3 separate regions of the Mus musculus genome follow, and regions 2 and 3 are each linked to region 1. Evidence: chromatin contacts called from public HiChIP or PLAC-seq and promoter capture Hi-C data. All regions are on one chromosome and are shown on one strand. The core of a region is the stretch at or near the end of the contact, and the rest is flanking DNA. Distances in the headings are between cores, read along the strand shown. Region 1 overlaps Sema4d (sema domain, immunoglobulin domain (Ig), transmembrane domain (TM) and short cytoplasmic domain, (semaphorin) 4D). Region 2 has its middle 5.4 kb from the start of Gm33041. Region 3 has its middle 28 kb from the start of Gm33041.

Region 1 (3,973 bases), core at 448-2,947:
GCCTTCACTGTGTTCTCTGAGCCTTTCCGGGCCGTGTCAGTTCCTTCCCTTATCCCCCTAAGCTGTTTCCTATCCTAACCCCAGGAGAGATGCTACCCCTGGGACAGGAGAGACCCTTTGAGTGAGTCACCTTATATCATTTGCAGACTGCCATTGGAGATGGCGTGTGATCCAGCGCGCTAGGGGAGACGTGAGCCTGGGCTCAGTTGGCCCTGCTCCAGAAGCTTCCCCCTCCAACACTTAGCCTCCAGCTGTCCACAGCCAAGGTTATCCCTCTGCCCCAGGCAGCGTGGGGTCACTGGGCTCAGGGAGTCTGTTTGGAGGCCTCTGTCCCAGATGCTGATGGGTACATACAGATGCCTGGCCCTACTCCACAGTGGGTACTTGTTTCTGTTTAGCTTTAAAACGACTGCAATCTGGACTGTGGTGGCGCACACCTTTAATCCCAGCACTTGGGAGGCAGGGGCAGGCAGATTTCAGAGTTCGAGGCCAGCCTGGTCTACAGAGTGAGTTCCAGGACAGCCAGGGCTATACAGAGAAACCCTGTCTCAAAAAACAAACAAAAATTGATCGCAAGAGATAAGAGAGGGGCTGAGGTAGACCTTAGAGGAGGACTGCTGATCCGGTGTGAACCAGCCTCCACGTTCTGTCTCAGAACTAACTACCTAAAATCAACCAAGACTCGGGATGAGCACCCATTTAATTCTTATGACTATGTTGTCTGTGGGTTTCCCTTGGTTTCCTTGGGAAGATGAAGGGGGCACAGATCTGAAATTAGGACTGATGAACTGGCTTGGCCAGCAAAAGGAGCTTGCTGCCCATCTCAATGACCTGAATTGGATCCCCGGGTCCCACAAGGTAGGAGAGAACCTGCTCCTACAAGTTGCCCTTGGACTTCCACATGTGCTGTAATGTGAATGTGCCCACACATGGACATATGCAATAAATAAAGTCTTATTTACTTTTTTAAACATCTGAAAAGAATAATACGACTTGGTTAGACTGGTTTCGTTTTTGTGGCTGGTTCTCATGTAGTCCAGGCTGGTCTTGAATCCACTCTGCAGCCACAGATGATCTTGAATTCTGGATGGAGGGCTGGGATTACAGGCTCACACCACCGTGCCCAGTTTATGCGGTGCTGAGGATAGGTCCCAGGGCCTTTTGCATGCCAGGCAAGCTTTCTAACTGAGCCTAGTGATAAGTTTTCTAATGTATGGACTCTGCTCTCTGCGATGGGGCAGTATGCTTAGACATGGCTGTGGTGGCTGAGTGTGGCGACACACACCTGAAATCTCCAGCACTGGGAAGACTGAGGCAGGAGGATATCGAGTTTGAAGCTCGTACGGACTACTTAGCCTGACCAAAATTGCTTTTATTTGTCTGTCTGTTTGTTTGTTTATATTTTAATGTGAATTGGTGTTTTGCCTGTATATATGTCTATGTGAGGTTGTCAGATCTTGAGCTATAGACAGTGGTGAGCCACCCTGTGGGTACTAGGAATTGAACTCAGGTCTTCTGGAAAAACAGCCAGTAGTAGTAGCCAGTGCTCTAAACCTCTCCAAGCCACCTCTCTGGCCTGATTTTTTTTTTTTTTTAAAGGAGAAGGAAAGAAAAGAGAAGTGGTTATTTGTGGTGTCTGTGGTGAGGTGAGCAAGCAAGCGCACCAGCTGACCCAGGCTTCCCCTTTGCTGGCTGCCCAGCACCTCACTTCTGGTGCAGTGAACAAGCCCCGCAGGAACTGGATAGAGAGGTCATCTGCTTGGGGCCCTAAGGAGTTTGTATTTAGTGCCTGTCTGAAACCCAAGCGCCCCGTGAGGGTGGAGGACCCAGGGGCTTGACTCTTAGTCTCTCATTACTTTCAGAGATGTCTTCCTGAAGCTTCCATTCTAAAGGTGCCAGGAACAACCCCAGAGACTCACGGCACAGGTAAATCATTCCGTGTATGATTTCTATGTCCAGGTCGGTAAGCGATACCTTGTAGAAGCCTCCATTGGGTCTGGTGGACTGTCAGGTATCTTGTTCCTATATCTTCATTGGAGCCAAGACTGCTGTCCCTCAGGGCGGCACCAGGCTTTGATGCTAGACAGTGAGGTTCCTAGATGGTCTTCCCTTCCCTGTCTCCATGTCCTCCTCCAACTCCCATCCCTCCCAAGTGATGGCTGCTAATGGTATGATGGTTCTGTGTGCACCTCACGTGTGCTTGCTCTACTCTTTAGGGGTATAGCATAGCATGTGTCCATCATGTCCCTGTGTGTATGTGTGTGTGTGTGTGTACCTGTGTGTTCATGGCTCTACATCTGTGTGATAAGTTGTCTATATGCCTGTGTGTCCTACATCACCGTGCTTAACTGTGTGTGATTGTGTGTCCTGTGCCACTTGTGTCCCTGTGGGTGTGTATCTGTATGATGACCAGCACTTCCTCTCATGAACTTGGTGTGGACCATGCCAGCCGTACTACACCTTCCTGCAGTGAGGCATAGCACTTGAGAGATGGCTCTCTACACGGGATTTGGGATGCATTTTAGTTGGACAAAGCTAAGAGAAGGAACCAGAATAAGTATAAAACTCCTCTTCCCTCTGCTTCTTCTCACAGCCTGCCAAGGCTGTGGTAAAGGAGTAGGGCCCTATTGGGAATGTGCGAGCCAGTTATACACATTCAGTTTCCATGGCTATCTGGGTGTAATTTGGGCAGGGGCCTTGTATGTGTGAGTCCAGTCATGTGCATGCAATGGCTTACCTGTGGAGATTAGAGCATAACTTTCAGAGTTGGTTCTCTCTCTCCATCATGGGTACCAAGGATTGTGACCCAAGTCCTTAAGCTTGCAGAGTGGCCTGCGTCATCTCAGTAGCCAAGGCCTCATTATTCCTGAAGAAGTCTGCAGTTGGCGCTGAGGTTCTGAGTATCAGCTTGTTTCTTCTCCTTCTCCTTCTCCTTCTCCTTCTCCTTCTCCTTCTCCTTCTCCTTCTCCTTCTCCTTCTCCTTCTCCTCCTCCTCCTCCTCCTCCTCCTCTTCCTCCTCCTCCTCCTCTTCCTCCTCCTCCTTCTTCCCCTCTTCCTCTTTGACCATCTGTTTTTGAATTTTGTTGGTCTATCAGATGTTTCTCATGTTCCTTAGATTTGAGGAATTCGAAAGTACAGGCAGTTTCGAGCACTCAGAGCCACACTAAATAGGAAGAACCCAGCTGGGCAGTAGTGGCGCATGCCTTTAATCTCAGCACTTGGGAGGAGGAGAAATCAAACAGATTTCTGAGTTCGAGGCCAGCCTGCTCTACAGAGTGAGTTTCAGGACAGCCAGGGCTACACAGAGAAACTCTGTCTTGAAAAAAGAAAAAAAGCCCTGTCCATCTGAATTGTAGCCCCTCTCCCTCCCACCCCACAGAGAGTCTCTGTGTAGATCAACTCTTGCTCTCTATGGTGTGGGCCATAGCTCCCATGCTCTATACCTTCCGTCCAGTACTGTGGAGGGATGTGACAGGTACAAGAAGGCCCAGGCCCACCCACCCTGGTTGCTGACTGGGTGCACCTGCTGGCCTGCTCTCGTGAGGGAGTCAGTGGCAAACACTGTGGAGAGTCCTTGTTCTCACAGTTCATAGAGCTGAGTCCCAAAACCACCAGGGAGCCAGGGAGTGTCTCTGGCTTATTTCTATCGTGCCTTCCCCCCAGACTCCTTTGTCCTCCAACAGCACCAGCATGGCACTGACTGTTAGAGACTTGGGATATTATGTGGTGTTTGATTTTAAATTTCTTTAGAGGAGTTAGGCACCACCCACAGAGCCTATTGTGCAGCTAGGAAACATTTTATAATAAAGGAACATTAAGAATTCAAATGAGGTGCGCTGTAGCTTCTGTAGCGGAAATTTCCTTATTCTCTTGGGCACTAAAGCACCACTGCCAGTGACCCCCTGGGTAAGCTGTCTCCTGGTGTATACAGTGCTGGCTTCCTGGGCTGGGTTTCGATATTAATTGGCTCTCT
Region 2 (3,973 bases), core at 945-3,444, 480 kb before region 1:
TGAGTTCGAGGCCAGCCTAGTCTACAAAGTGAGTTCCAGGACAGCCAAGGCTACACAGAGAAATCCTGTCTTGAAAAAAGAAATAGGATAGTTCTAGGCAAGATCTTTAACAATTTTGGATTAATGAAAGTTGTATGATATCTCATTTTTATTATATTACAGTTTATATTTTTGATTTTTTTATACTGAGTCTTATTTAAAAGCCTTCTTAGCCCCAAAGTAAAAAGATAACTTCTCCTCTCCCTCTTCTTTCTCCTGTCCCTCCTCCCCTTTTTCCTCTCCATCCTCCTCTTCTTTCTCTTCTTCTTTTTTTTTTTCATGAGCTAGAATCTCGATATGAAGTCTAGACTGGTCTCAAACTCAGAGAGATCCTCCTGCTTCAGCCTCCCAAGTGCCAGGATCACATGTATGAGCCACCACACCCAGTAAATAAAGATAACTAAAACCATCATCTAGCTATTCTAAGAGTGAGTGGCTTTTCCTTTCGTGATTGCTTGGCTTCCTAACTACTAGTGAGGCTCTTGCCAGTATTCTTCAGCCTAAGAGCAAGTGTTCTTTCTGGAAAAACTGATGATCATCCTATTTTCTTTGGATATTCTTTCCAACCACCACCATCAAGCTCAGAACAGTAATTAAGCACCACTAAAGGGCTTTGCTTGGTAACTGTGTGAGTCCTCCCCACTGAAATGATGTACATGTGTGCATGTGAATACTCACATGTGTATGTGTGTGCATCTATGTGTATGTATGTGCACATAAGTATCTATATGTGTGTATGTGTGTGTACATATGTACTCACATGCGTATGTGCGTGCACATAAGTATTCATTTGTGTGTGTATGTGCTTGCACATAAGTATCCATATGTGTGTATGTATGTGTATGCACACACATGCTTTATGAGTGACTCTGCTGAGAACATGTGTGAAATTTGGTGGAAAGTGCTCAGCCTGGTCACACTAATGTGTCTTCTATTTTGTGGCGTGGTCACCAAGTCCCTAGGTGACAAGGATAGCTTTCATTATCTTACCAGATGACATGGTCTGTGTCCTACTCTGCCTGGAACTTGACTTCCAGAGGCCATGTTCCTCTCATGAGTCACATGGTGAAGACATCCTGACACTGACAACACACAGCATCACCTCTGGCCTTGGAAAGCTGCTCTAATGTAAAACATCCCTGGGGTTTTCATGTATCCCTGCTTGGCAGGAAGAGGATGCTGCTTCTGTCTGTTCATGGAAAGCAGTAGACAGGATGCCTAGAAATGACATGACTGTATGCCAATAAAAATGTATTTATACATAACACATTTCTGTTCTACACAATTTTCATGGAGGATTGTTATCATCTGTTTTTTCCCCCTCTTTTTCCTTCTTTCTGTTTTTATAACCATGTCACGGTGGTGGAAAAACTAAAGTGGCCGCATCCCTTCACCCAGTGGACTGAACACTTGTTGGCTTTTTTTCTGGGATCTTTTTACAGTATCGGAAATCACAAAGACTCAGCGCCTCCCTCCACAGGGGACTGGTTAAACAGATTTGGCACACGATATGGGGTGACAGATGCCAGTCTTTATAAAGATACGTGTTTAACCCCTCATGTGCTAAAAGGTGTAAGACTTCAAGACACCAGGCTAAATGAAAAAGAGAAAGATGGAGAAACACATTATGCCCAGAGTTGAGAAAAAGAAAGCTCAGATAGATGCCAACCTTCTGATCCATATCAAAATATCTGATAAACGACACAGAAAGTTGACAGTACTAATGTTGTTTTTACGTTTGTTTTGAGAATCTGATCTGGCCAGGCTGTGGTAGAAGAGAGAATTTTAGCTGTGCAAGTTTTAATATGTGTAATCACTTAGTTATATAAGTGTATTTCTTACCTAATTAAAATTTAAATGTAAGAAAACCAGGTGACGTCTCTGACATACATAAAGCCCAAAATTATTCAGAATATGGACTTGACTATACACTACCTTAAAAGGTTGGATTATATCATGTGAGTATACACATACACACAACCTTTAATGTCACAAATTCCAGAATGGTCTAAAATCTCATTAAAATCTGGGACACACTTGATGAACGGATGAAGAAAAATGTGGCCTGTGCTCACAATGGGCCATGGTTCAGCCACAAAGGCTGATAACCTGTCACTGGCGACAAATCCGACTGCACAGGAGGACCTTGGGCTAAGTGAGGCAAACCAGGCACCGAAAGACAAATGGGGCATGATCTCAGTGCATGTGGAATCTGAAAGTTGATGTCATAGGAGAGACTGGGACGATGATCACCAGAGGCTGGGGAGAGGAGAGCAGGAGAGAGCAAGCAGGAAGAGACTGAGCACCAGGCACAGGGTTATACTGAGACAGGAGCAAGGCATGCTGGTACTCTGCTGCAGAGAAGTGGGCAGTGATGCCAAATACATATTACCCCACATCTGTGGGGTAAGCTACGAGAACATCTGGAGAGAGTTGACAGTATTTTAATGATAAGTATCTAAAGAGATCAATATATGACTTGTTCATTGCATAAGGTACTCAGACTGGTTTAAAAATTATGTAATGCACACATGTATCAAAAGAACTCGTAGTACTCCATAAATGTGCACAGTTATAACTTGTTGATTAAGATTTGGGGGTGTACAAGTCACCACCAGGTTGAGAGCCCATGTCACCAGCTACTCAGTTGGAAATGACTGCAAAGCTTGCTACTGTCCAGTGCTGGTAATGGGTTGGGCCTCTCACCAGCAAACTGCATTCAGAAGACAGTTCCATTCCTCAGTCTCCCTTTAAAAATATGTGTGTGCAAGAATATGCACATCCCGGGTGGTCAAGCACTCCCCCTTCCAAGTGTGAGGACCTGAATTTGAGATGCAGAACTAATATTTAGAAACAACTTGTGGTGATGTGTGTGCCTGTAACCTCAGCTCTGCAGGGGCTCCTGGCCAGCCAACCTTGCCAAATACTAAGCTTCAGGATCAGCGGCTAAGGTTGTTTCACAATTAAAGGAGCAGAACAACCAGGACAGATACCCAATGTCAAGCTTAGTCTACACACACACACACACACACACACACACACACACACACACACGCACACGCACATCCATATGCATACACACACCCTTACGAAGATACAGCTGTCAGTGTGGTTGTAGGTTTAACATGGGCTATTTAGAGATGTGGGTGTGACCCATCCAAGAACGTTTTATTCTGACAGCAGAATGTCTCACTTCTTGCTAATTGTCTTGAGATATTGGAAGAAGAGGCTGTGGTAGCTTGATGTGCAGAACTGTATGCCCTCTATAGTCATAACCATTCCCACCCCCAAACACTGTGGTGCCAACCCAGCCTGGACATGGCTTCCCAGTATTGTCTCTCATGGCAGCCATGTGCCACCAATGTCCGAGGGTTGGGGATTGGAACCCAGACCAAGGTCAAAGAAAACAAGAGAAGAGGCCAGAAGAGGGTGGCTAAGTGAACAACTTCACATCGGCCAAGTTCAATGTTCCAAATAATCTTCTCACTGACAATGGTCTTATTTCCATTGGCCACAGGATGCTAATCCCCTCCCAAGCTCAGGCCAGTATTGCTCACTACGGATTTCCTTCCCTAACTTCCAGGGCGAAGACCCTCAGCAAGCAACATGCAAGACTGTGCAGACCCTTGGACTATTGCAGGGTCTGTGTATAGTCTACTCATGTCCTCTATGAGTAGAGTGGGGACATGTTCCCCCTGAGCTAGGACAGTAGTTATCTATAAAACCAGAGTCCCCCAGACTCAAAACCCGACAGCTCTGCCGGGTGACAGGGCACCACAGCAGTGATTCAGATGTCGCTTTTACACAATGACCTCAAATCCATACACATTAGGGAAAGATTATGCCATCTGCTCACCATCTGCTAAGGACAAAACAACTCATCTTTAAAGTTGTCCTAGGAATTGGGTCTGCGGTTCCGCCAAGGATCATGGTG
Region 3 (3,973 bases), core at 1,059-3,558, 460 kb before region 1:
AAGAGGGTTGAACCTGGATGCACTTGTCTTGCTTACTGAACTGCCCTGCCACCCCACAGAGCTCCCACCTGCCAGAAGGACCTCACGAGATGTGGCCACCCAGTCTTGAACTGCCTGTCTTCTGAGCCATTAGCCAAAGGACCCTCCATTCCTCATCACCCACCCTCGAGGTGCTGAATGAGAGCAGAGGAAGTGAGCAGAGAGGGCACCCTCCCCATACAGGGGCTTTTGGAAAGCACCAACATCCATCGCTCCAGAAGCTGGGAACAAAATGGGTTTCAATCTCCCTGCCCCCAGCGATGCCACTCCCCCACCCCCGTGTGTGTGTGTGTGTGTGTGTGTGTGTGTGTGTGTGTGTGTAACTATAAGATGACACCAGGGAGGCAAGGAGTTAGATATATAGTAACCAAGGAAACAGTAAGTGTGGCTTGGCAGCTGTGTCTCCTGCATGGCAGAAGCTCCTTTGTGGTTGGACATCCTTGAAGCTGCAGTTAGCTTCTTCCCACTGTATCAGGAACTAAGACACCAGGACACTGTCCCAGTGGTCACCTACGTGTACTAATGAAGGGTCTAGAACCGCAAAGGCTTGACATAATGCATCGCCTGTACTATGATTTTGAAGCACATGCATGCATGTGCACACACACACACACACACACACACACACATGCACACACACCATCCCCTTTGTGGAAATAATACAAAAAGGAGATCTGGTCCCACCATGATATGATTGGGAGGGAAAATGTGTCACTTTCATCCATGCATACACCACACACTTCATAAATACTCATTACGTCTTCAAAATCCACAGTGCAGACCTACTGGGCAGATAGATTCTCATGCTTGGAACATCCAAGCTCATCTCTCTATGGAGTGTTTGCTTTGCTTTGCTAAATAAACTTCCACTTGAGCAGCCTACATCCCTTGGCCTAAACTCTTTCCTTCAAGAAGACAAGAACCAAGAGATCCCTGTAAGAAAGGGATCTTACCCACAACTCGACATCAGTGCTATGTTGAGCACAGCATGCAATGGCCGTGGGAATCTTTAGCACACTGCTAACCTGAAGCCTGTATTCTCAGCCATGCATGGAAGATGGTACTGCTCACATTCAGGGTAAGTCTCCCTTCCAAGGTGATACTGAATCCAGTCCAGGTGACGGTGAAGGTGATCTCTCGAGTCTTCTGTGCTGCACCTTCTCTGGAAATTCTTCCTGGAGAGACTGAATCCCATCATGCCTTGCTTTTCAGCTGATGCAAACTGGGTACACTGATTTCTGCTTCTGAGACGATGGACAAGAGACACATTCCAATTCTTCCCACTGAGTACGACTTGTGTCTTTCCAGTAAGCTCGTGGCGGTCCTATGAGCTGTGCTATGGAGATCTCATAGCTCCTGTCGTCTACTCTGGCCCTCAATCTGGTATCTACAAAGAACTGAACCCATCCATGGCCACCGGGAGAGGCCTGGGGTATCACCTCCCTGGGATAGCAGAGACATTGTTTTAAAGAGACACTTAAACTGAGGGACCTCAAAGAACTAAAAATCCCCCCTCCCCCAGGAGTCTCATGCTGGGGAAAGAAAGGCTGAAGTCTGGAGCCATCCAGCGAAGCTTGTCTTTTGAAAGAGATTTCACAGGTCTGACAGCCTGTCAGACCACACGCAGGGAAGGCTGGAGCCAGACACTGTGGACCAGGCTTGACCGCACATTCACAGGCTTTTATTTGGACTGAAACCTATGTCAGGTCCTGATGATGAACTTGGGGAGATTTGGAGGGGGTGGTCACTGGACCTCTGCCTTATTTGTTCCCCTCCTCAGAATGGTCACACGGAATAAAACACCTTCCTCTGATTTATTTATCACTTTAATGGTGTACTGGGTAGTTTTGTGTCAACTTGACACAGGCTGCAGTTATCACAGAGAAAGGAGTTTCAGTTGGGGAAATGCCTCCATGAAATCCAGCTGAAAGGCATTTTCTCAATTAGTGATCAAGGGGGGAGGTCCCCTGGTAGGTGGTGCCATCTCTGGGCTGGTAGTCTTGGTTCTATAAGAGAGCAGGCTGAGCAAGCCAGGGGAGGCAAGCCAGTAAGAAACACCCCTCCATGGCCTCTGCATCAGCCCCTGCTTTCTGACCTGCTTGAGTTCCAGTCCTGACTTTCTTTAGTGATAACAGCAGTATGGAAGTGTAAGCTGAATAAACCCTTCCCTCCCCAATTTGCTTCTTGGTCATGATGTTTGTGCAGGAAGAGAAACCCTGACTAAGACAAATGGATATAGTGGCTGAACCAGCTTGTTCCGGCTGCCAGAGCCTGGTCTCTGATGCTAAGGGCTCAGATAACAAGAAGAAAGTGGGAAGTTCACCCTTGCCCTAAGTCTAAGCTAAGCACAAGTTTCCAACTCCCAGGCTGTTTGCTGCTGAGGCTCCAATTGTGCAGCCACACAGTTTGGGCTCCTGACCCTCCAAACTATACTGCTTAAGCTCTTAAGATTTCCTATGCAGCAACAAATCAGCAGGACCGGACCTTAGGTCCTTAACTACTCAAGGAACTTCTCAATGGACTTCTTGGTTCTCAATGTGATTATAGCATCACAATAAATCTGATCATAAGAACTTGGCATGAAATTCCTAATGCCCAGGCAGTGACATTAGATCACGTTCTACAGTGAGGGGCACGCTCCGTCTGGCACACTCCCGTCAGGCACAGCCAGGAAGCACCCTACTGATTCTTAAGCTTCTTCTAATATTATTTTTTTAATTGACCAAGGCTGATGAAAAACAAAATCAAAATACATGGTGGGGCCTCTTCACTGAACCAACAATTGTTAATAAATCCCAATTTAGTCTGTCAGTGGGGACTGATAAATTGGTGCATGTGGGTTCCCCAGGACACTGTACGCTCTGGTGACTCACCCCAGCACAGTTCTCTGAAGCTTTGGGAGGCCATTGTACAATCCCAATGGAAGGCATTTCTCCTGGCATAGGCAGAGAGAAGCCAGGTTCCCTGGGAAGTGCGCTCCCTTAATTGTGTCCCCAGATGCTGGGGCTCTAAATTACCTTTTTCATGAGTTCTTCTGGTTCATTGTTTGCTTTCAGTCCAGCCACTTCCTCCTTGTTGTCAGGGCACAAAGGGAAACACACCAGTTTCCCCGTTGTCCTTTGTGTCCCCTGCCACCTGGGGGTCCACACCTAAGAGCCTGTGTACAATTGACTTCTGCATTCAATCACCAGGAACAAGACGGGGCTTAGTCACCTCGGGGCTAGTCCCAAACAGGGTTTGCACAGATATTTCATTTTTCTGCACTGTACATGTTTAACATGACATAAACTCTACCTCCTTCACTGTGTTCAGTGTCCAGGCAGGAAACCTGCTCACGGTGCTACGTAACCGCCACCACACTCACCCTCAGAGCTCTGTCATTTTACATAATCAAAACTCAGACTACTCATGCACCAGAGTGTTTGGGAATCTGTGCCCAGGTGAACTCAGAGATGCAGACAGAGTGCAATACTGAGACTCTACAGTGCTGCCTGATGGATACTCCCTAAGGGGCATCTGGGGAGGAAGAGTGCCCTCCCTCATTGTGGGGATAATTACTCCGCCTGCTTCCTTAGCAGGGTTTGGGTGATGGGCGATCCAGATTTCCTGGAGGGGAGAGGGAGTGAATGCCTTGGGAAATGATTGGCAGACCTAAAAGGATTTACTAATGTCTGGGGTCTCCACCCAGGACACAGGTAGAATTTAGATTCCATCATTTTGACCAAAAGGAAATATCTTCGCCTTAGTGAGCCTCAACAGAACCCAGCAATCTCCACCTTTGAATATGCTAGTTTAAGGAATGGCAAAGCTTGTGTTTACCTTTCTACAATTTGGGGTATGGGCATGGGAGGTGGGGCCCAAAGCTGCAGTGGTTTCCAATGTTACCATAACATCAAGACTCCAGAGATACAGTCAGAGGAGGGTTGTCTTGCTT

The links. HiChIP or PLAC-seq counts read pairs in DNA pulled down with a chosen protein or histone mark. Capture Hi-C pulls out chosen DNA fragments and counts their contacts.
Region 2: a promoter capture Hi-C map of adipose tissue shows a contact between it and region 1. The contact joins two enhancer-like sites. A contact is called at or near these places in 8 of 484 Hi-C or Micro-C datasets (CD4 T cells, bone marrow-derived macrophages, cerebellum and 4 more), 4 of 115 datasets of contacts at active chromatin or transcription factors (bone marrow-derived dendritic cells, bone marrow-derived macrophages, embryonic stem cells and 1 more) and 3 of 9 other capture datasets (adipose tissue, embryonic stem cells and liver).
Region 3: a contact with region 1 is called in an H3K4me3 HiChIP or PLAC-seq map of bone marrow-derived macrophages, with 2.9 times the contacts expected there. The contact joins two enhancer-like sites. A contact is called at or near these places in 3 of 115 datasets of contacts at active chromatin or transcription factors (bone marrow-derived macrophages, embryonic stem cells and pancreatic cancer cells).

Annotation. Positions count from the first base shown.
Region 1 is chr13:51,732,460-51,736,432 of GRCm38.p6, reverse strand. All of the region lies in intron 2 of Sema4d (sema domain, immunoglobulin domain (Ig), transmembrane domain (TM) and short cytoplasmic domain, (semaphorin) 4D), which reads left to right. Among named protein-coding and RNA genes, the nearest start is that of Sema4d, 59 kb to the left of the region's middle. Within about 2 kb of position 1,697, at least 79 of the 459 cell types and tissues checked have an H3K27ac peak or open chromatin away from gene starts, as enhancers often do. A contact at or near this core is called in adipose tissue and bone marrow-derived macrophages, where this site is marked.
Region 2 is chr13:52,215,517-52,219,489 of GRCm38.p6, reverse strand. No RefSeq gene overlaps it. Among named protein-coding and RNA genes, the nearest start is that of Gm33041, 5.4 kb to the left of the region's middle. Within about 2 kb of position 2,194, at least 10 of the 459 cell types and tissues checked have an H3K27ac peak or open chromatin away from gene starts, as enhancers often do. A contact at or near this core is called in adipose tissue, where this site is marked.
Region 3 is chr13:52,192,971-52,196,943 of GRCm38.p6, reverse strand. No RefSeq gene overlaps it. Among named protein-coding and RNA genes, the nearest start is that of Gm33041, 28 kb to the left of the region's middle. Within about 2 kb of position 2,308, at least 5 of the 459 cell types and tissues checked have an H3K27ac peak or open chromatin away from gene starts, as enhancers often do. A contact at or near this core is called in bone marrow-derived macrophages, where this site is marked.